2 separate regions of the Mus musculus genome follow, and region 2 is linked to region 1. A link is a contact called in public promoter capture Hi-C data. All regions are on one chromosome and are shown on one strand. The core of a region is the stretch at or near the end of the contact, and the rest is flanking DNA. Distances in the headings are between cores, read along the strand shown. Region 1 has its middle 21 kb from the start of Mir7671. Region 2 holds the start of Slc22a4 (solute carrier family 22 (organic cation transporter), member 4).

What was found. Promoter capture Hi-C pulls out the DNA fragments that hold promoters and counts their contacts.
Region 2: a contact with region 1 is called in a promoter capture Hi-C map of stem cell-derived epiblast-like cells, with 2.1 times the contacts expected there. The contact joins the promoter of Slc22a4 here to the enhancer-like site in region 1. A contact is called at or near these places in 2 of 39 promoter capture datasets (the 3T3-L1 cell line and stem cell-derived epiblast-like cells), 1 of 484 Hi-C or Micro-C datasets (nephron progenitors), 3 of 115 datasets of contacts at active chromatin or transcription factors (bone marrow-derived dendritic cells, bone marrow-derived macrophages and pancreatic cancer cells) and 1 of 9 other capture datasets (adipose tissue).

Annotation. Positions count from the first base shown.
Region 1 is chr11:53,741,236-53,744,774 of GRCm38.p6, reverse strand. No RefSeq gene overlaps it. Among named protein-coding and RNA genes, the nearest start is that of Mir7671, 21 kb to the left of the region's middle. Within about 2 kb of position 2,269, at least 9 of the 459 cell types and tissues checked have an H3K27ac peak or open chromatin away from gene starts, as enhancers often do.
Region 2 is chr11:54,026,172-54,029,752 of GRCm38.p6, reverse strand. Slc22a4 (solute carrier family 22 (organic cation transporter), member 4) reads left to right here and starts at 1,649. Exons shown (of 10, transcript NM_019687.4): 1 at 1,649-2,169. The coding sequence starts at 1,777.

The DNA of each region.
Region 1 (3,539 bases), core at 1,020-3,519:
GTCTGTGATTTTAGAGCTTTTTGTAGAAAGGCAGGGGGAAAGAGAGAAGGGAGAAAGAGAGAGGCTGGCCATGGCCACGCAGAGAAAGCAGGGAAGGGAGGAGAAGAAAGAGAGCTAGAGATGAGAATAAAAGAGGTGAGAGCTTAAGGGAGCGAGGAGGGGCCAAGCAGCCCCTTTTATAGTGGGCTGGACTATCTTGCAGTTGCAGGGTAGCTGTGGGGAGGAGCATACCTGGCTATTGTCAGGTAACTGTGAGGGTGGAGTCTAGCCAGAATGCCGGGAGCTTGGGACTTTGTCTGCATGACTGATAGTCACAGGATTATGAAGTTGGGGGCTCCATGGTGTCAGGCATCTATGTCTGGGAATGTGGCTCACTGTTCTGTCCCTTGTAGAGTTTTCTACTGGGTCTCCAGCGTAAGCTTTGCTCAACTAGAACACAGGCTGCCTTTCACAGTCCCACACGCTACCTTGTGTGGAGCTCCACAGAAAACAGAAGAAAAGTAACAGTATCCTGCATGGTAAGCAAAGAACAGCATGAATGCGAGTGCTAATCATAAACTTTATTTTTTGGAGGCTGTTGTTGCAGGCGGTGCATTTGAGGGGATAAGGCTAGGTTGAAGAGGTGTTGACCGGACGCTGACTTCACCTTGGAGTGACAGCGCAATGGCAATGGGACAGGGGAATTCTAAACAGGCATTTGTTCTCAGCCTAAAAGAGCTGCTTCAGGCAAGAGGAGCAGGGTTTAAAAAACAGATGTTAGAAAACTTCTTAGCTCAAGTAGATTTGTGGTGTCCATAGTTTCCAGAAGTAGGGATGGTAAAAGCTCTTTCAGAGCTCTCCTAGGGACAGGAGGAAGGAGGGAGAGATGTCCTGCTTCTTCTCTGGCTCCTACTGGAGATATCCTTAGTTCTGGCTCTGGATCTCTTAAGTAGGGTATTTGGGTCCCTTTGGGACATCAAGTTCTCTTCCCTCTCTGTCTATTGTCTGTCCTTGGTGCGCTAATCTGTCCATGTCTGTCCATTTATGCCTGGTTTTGTCTTTTGTTTGAATGGTTGGTGTTCTGTGCTTCATGTTCAAAAGAAAAAATGGATAAACTTATCTGCTGGCTGTCCCTCGTACCCCCCCCCCCTCCTTGCTTTAGTTTAACTTGTTTAAAAGGCACTCAATTTGCACTGCAGAAACTGAGAAGTTACCCTGCAAAAAAACTCTGTAATTGGGTTCAAAAAGTAGCAAGGCACTCCTCTCTTGAAATTACAGCTAGAAAAAGTAAGAAAATTTTGTTTAGTCTAAATATATAAGATGTGTGTGGCCACTTCATTTTTGTTTCTGACTGGTTTTAAAAGTATAAATATGTTATACATGTCTTGGTTATAGAGTATTGGCTTATAAGTTATTTGGTATGATTAAAATTTTGTAACTTTGGTAATAGAAAGTTGGCTTAAAACTGGTAACTCAGGGTTGGAGTCATTCTAAATAACACGTGGCATGAGCCAACCCAGGAAAATATGTCTCTAAAGATACTTCTAAATTGGGATAATATTTTATGTATTTCTTATCCTAGAAACTAGACTTATGAAGGATAGGATTTAAAACAATGTCTCTTTAATGAGGTATTAAAAGCTGCACTGTCATGCACTCATATATAAAAACTGGCAGCCAAAGTTTGTATCGTGAAAGTAATGCTCTTGGTATTGATTTTAGAGAGAAAAGATTGTTTAAAACTGGGCTTTGTTTTCCAAAATTATGGGTATGCTCTATGTTGAAAAAGAAACTTAAAAATATAGTTAAACTGCCAATGTTCCATTAGTTGCAGTTTACAATTCAATTACAAGCTCATGATTTTTAACTCACCCATACTTGTAATTAAGAAAAAATTAAGCAAGTGAAGATGATTGCAAGAGTAATAAAAGAGTTTAAAACAGCTATAGCATAGTACCGACCTGCTACCCCTTTTATACAAGCTTTATTGGATACAGTGGTAGAAGCAAATTTAACCCCCCAAGATTGGAAAGGAGCTCTCAGTGGGAGTTTATCTGGGATCGAACAAGGTCCCGATGAACCAGGTCCCGATGAACCGCCTCAGGAATTTGTGGATAGACTGCTAAAAGCAGCTGGTAGAATTTTTGGAGATCCTCAGGCTGGAGTTCCTTTTGTTACATAATTGGCTTATGAGAGTGCTAATGCAGCCTGTGTGCCCCCATCTGTCCGAACAAAGCCAAGACAGAACCTGATAAACAAAGCTGTCCCTTGTCAGGAAACTGGAGGAAGGGTCAGCCTCAGACCTCAAGGCACTCACAACAGGCAGTTTCCTAGCCAAGAAAATCAGAGCAACCCCAGTAAGCACAGGATTGGACCTCAGTCCCACCACCTACACAGTCCTGACCCCAGAAATGGGAGTTCAAACCCTGCCTATAGGAGTTTTTGGTTCCTTGCCTCCAGGGGCCTTGGGGTTATTTTTAGGCCAAAACATCACTATTATAAAAGGACTACATATCTATCCTGGAGTTATAGATAATGATTATGCAGGAGAAATTAGAATTATGGCTGCTTCTCCCCATGGCATTATAACTGTACCTACTAACAGAAGAATTGCTCAACTTGTTTTAGTTCCCTTGCATCTGCTACCTTCCAAATGTGTTAAGAGTAGGAGAGGACTTTAATCCCAGCACTTGGGAGGCAGGCGGATTTCTGAGTTCGAGGCCAGCCTGGTCTACAGAGTGAGTTCCAGGACAGCCCTGTCTCGAGAAACCAAAAAAAAAAAAAAAAAAAAAAGAGTAAGAGAAGACAAGATGGCTTTGGTTCCTCTGATGTGTACTGGGTCCAGTCTGTTATAATGAGGGACCTAACCTTAAATTACTAATTGAAGAAAAAAGTTTTGAAGGATTAATAGACACTGGAGCTGATGTTCTCTCTCACCTCCAAGGGGTTGGTTATTCCATTAATCCAAAACAAAGTCCAAACTTAAGATGTATGAAAGGTTAATGAAACTAGGAACTTAGGGGGGCATTATGACCTGGCTTACCTACTCCAGCTGCCATTCCAAAAAATAGCTATAAAATTATTATAAATTTAAAAGATTGTTTTTATACTATTCCTTTGTGTCTTGATGGTTGTAATAGGTTTACATTTAGTGTGTCTGCTTGTAATTTTGAATAACTCATGAAGTGATATCATTAAAAAGTTTTGCCTCAAAGAATATCAGATAGCCCTACATTACGTCAAAAATGTGTTTCTGCTTCAGTGCAGGAGGTTAGGACTTTGAATCCTTCAGTGTATACTATTCGTTATATGGATATTTTATTAACGGATCCCTCTGAAGGCGTTTTACCACAAGCCTTTCTCTTCTTATACAACACACTTTAAAATTTTGGAGTAGTTGCTGCTCCAGAAAAGATTCAAAGGCGATATCTTTTTCAATAGTTGGGACATCAGTTATATCCTAAACAAATTAGCACAGAAAATCCAAGTAAGAAAAGATAATTTACAACCGGGCAGTAGTGGTGCACGCCTTTAATCCCAGCTCTTGGGAGGCAGAGGCA
Region 2 (3,581 bases), core at 400-2,899, 290 kb before region 1:
GGCCCAGCTCAATTCTGTGTCTTGTGGTGACTTCATCTTCATTCTGTGTGGTGGCTTCATCTTCTTTGCTCACTCTCCTCAGTCCTTCAGTCTTGTTCTTTGGGAATCATTCTTCAAAAAATAAACAGCTAGTTCTTGACTCTGTTTATGTTTGTTAGTAATTTGAAGTGGAAGAACAGAACCTAAGTGAGATTCCGACCACAACACACCACCACTCAAGCATTTCAGAAGTAAAGAAACCCTGCGAGTACTCTCACTGGATTAATAAGCACGGATCCAGGCACAGAAGTGCACAGCTTTAATCCCAGCACTTGGGAGGCAGAGACAGGCAGAGCTAGCTCTGTGAGTCAAGACCAGCCAGGTCTACATAGCAAGTTCCAGGACAGCCAGGGCTACATCCGAAGACCCTGTCTCAAACGAACAAAAGTAAAAAGCTAGTGTCCTGGCATACTAGGAGATGCGGCTTAAATGACAGGAAAAGAAATGTAAGTTACTGGTGGGAAGTCAGCCTAACAGTAGGACTCATGGGGGAAACTAACAAAAACAAAGAAAAAAGCAGAAGTCTCCTTCAGTTCCTTGCCAGAGTCTGATGAGACAACCCGGTTTGTGCAAAGTGTTGGGCTACTCAGCCTTACAGTCTCTCCAGGCCTGTGGATCCCAGGCTAGGGGAGCCCAGCTCTAGCTTGGGCTAGCTTGTACACTGTGCCCAGGACCTTAGATGTGAATACTGAGCAGAGAGAGAAAAAAGGCAATCCCGCTTTTGGTTACCCTGCCAGTTCTGAGGGCCAAATCTCACCAGTTTGTCCTCTCTCTGTCCCTTCCTCCCTCTGTTCCTAGACTAGAATGGGCCTTTCTGCAAATAGCCTTTCAGTCCAAGAAGGCTTTGGCACCGTGCCGCAATAAAGGACTCCGGGTGCCCCGAGAGTGCAAAAGGACAAACACCGAGCCCAGGCGTGGTGACTCCTCTATGCTCCCTCAGTGGGCCGACTTCCCTCTGGTGTCTCTATAAAGGCCACAGGGAATCTTTCGAAAGGACACTAGAACGACTCAGGGGCCCGTGATCCAGCCCTTCTAATCCAGGGCGCGCCTCTGACTCAGCATGACCTCGCACATCCTTTTCTGGCTCCAGGTCCACAGTCGCCTCTTTGCAAGGTGAGGATCCTGCTTTTCCAAGGACGCTTCTCGGGCCGCCGCCGTCCCGTGATGGACTACGGCCATGCTAAGGTTCATAAGTGAGTTCCCACGCTGGTGTGTGTGAAGAGGTGGCGCTCCTGTCCCCCACACAGGTCTCTTGGGAGCGCAGACTTGATTAACTGACCGGTCCGCCTGCTCATAATCCAGGCTGGGATTGTGGAGCAACGAACTCCTGCTCCGGGCTAGGCCTGGCTTTCGGGACGCTCCTCCCTGTCGCTCTCCCTCCCACGTGGGGCCGAGAAAGCCGGAGCTCCTAGCTGCACGCGCGTTGTCCGGCCGATTCCGGGCGGGAGGCCTGCGTGGAAGGCCGCTGGGTGCAAGGAACGGAGCAGGAGGCTGAGCCGGCCCGAGAGCTCCGCCCAGATCGGTGGAGTGCAGTGGCCTTTCGCTGCCTAGCCGCACGGGGGTGTGGTCCAGAGGACTCGGCTTCCCGGCGCTCCGCGCCAACCCCTGGGAGTTTTGCAGCACCCACGGCGTGTTTGCACGCAGCCACCTAGGAAGATCCCCTCAGCGCGCCGCAATCGCTGAATCCTTTCTCTCCACCCACCTCCCTCACGCAAGCTGAGGAGGAGAGGTGGAAACATGCGGGACTACGACGAGGTGATCGCCTTCCTGGGCGAGTGGGGGCCCTTCCAGCGCCTCATCTTCTTTCTGCTCAGCGCCAGCATCATCCCCAATGGCTTCAATGGTATGTCAGTCGTGTTCCTGGCGGGGACCCCCGAGCACCGTTGCCTGGTTCCTGACACTGTGAACCTGAGCAGCTCCTGGCGCAACCACAGCATCCCCTTGGAGACGAAGGACGGACGACAGGTGCCTCAGAGCTGCCGCCGCTACCGACTGGCCACCATCGCCAACTTCTCTGCGATGGGGCTGGAGCCAGGACAGGACGTGGATCTGGAGCAGCTGGAGCAGGAGAGCTGCCTGGATGGCTGGGAGTACGACAAGGACATCTTCCTGTCCACCATCGTGACAGAGGTAGGTGGTAGTGCTGGAGCTGGACATTGGGAATGGAGACTCCGTTGCATCCGTGCCCCCAACAGCCCCTGACAGTGCCTGGGTCAGTGTCACCTACTGTCTCAAAACTTCCAGGCACAGAGTGGGGTTGTGAGTGTATTCTCAGCGCACACTCAGAGCTGATGAATTTCTGTGTGGCATGGAGGGGATGAAAAAAAGAGAGTGTTGTCATCAACTGCCTTTTCCTTTCTGAGTTTCACAACAGAGTTTCCCAAGAGCCCTGGTGCTTCCCTGGGCAGGCCAAACCAGACTGTCTTGATTTATAGTCATAGCTATTTCCTTGCTACAGAGAATGGCTACAGTGGTCTGTTGATGGACACAAGGAAGGGTCTTGAGACAGAAGGGCCTCTATGTCGAGGCCCCCACTTTCTCGAAAAAGAGGCAGCAGCCCCTTCCTTGACACTGGTTGGATGTAAGGAGTCAAAACTAGAACCTGGCCTTTGGACACTCAAGGAAAGACCCGTACTTCTGAGGGAAGTGTAAGCTGGTGATCAAGGCTCCAGCTGAGCCCACTGCCTTACCTCTAAGTGATCAGGGAATAGGTTCCCCAAGTCACCAGAGTCTGAATGTGGACCTACTACTCCCTCTTAGTTTCCTGCTGCGTATTTGCTGAGGACCAGGTCATAACAGATAAGACAAGCACTGTTTCTGGCAAGAGCATCACCCAGAACTGATTACCTGCTGTTGGTCAAGCTGGTAGAAAATCTGCCTTCCCACCATTGCTGCTTCTGGTCTGTCTTTTTTTTTCCCTAGGCTGGTTAAACAAAAAACCAACTAGGTTCCTCCCAATGAGATCTCTGGGAACAACAGCCTCAATTTCTTATCTCTTTCCCTCAGCACTACAGAGCAGTCAACAGAAAATGTGTCTGGCCCCAGGGTGTAGACAGCTAGGGTGTGGGTCCCACCTGCAGAGCTCTGATGCCTGTGGGCATGCCAGCTGTGTTGTTAGGAGAGCTGATGTCAGCCCTACTTAGCTGTTGGCCTTCAGGAGCCAAAAATTCAAATCATAGCTTGTTTTATGTGTGACTTTGGGTAAATAAACTCCTTTCTCTTTGTGGAATAACTAGATCTGGATAGACTGCGGGAAGGAGTGTGAAGCAAATCTGGAGCTAAGAGACAGTCCTATCTAGCCAAGAATGTGACTGGTTCTGGGAATAAGAGCCCTGTTGATACCGTAGGTGGCATTCAGGGAAGGGTAAGAGACCAGAACTGCCTCTAGGACCAGCCAGCTTCTGGGTATTCTGAAATGTTGACTGTATTTTGAGAACTGTGGAAATAGCAAACCTAGGGTGTATGTTTTTATTTTCTTCTTTTGAGACAAGGCCACAGGATATCGTCTTGTCTAGCCTGTAACTCAGTGCATCACCAAGGCA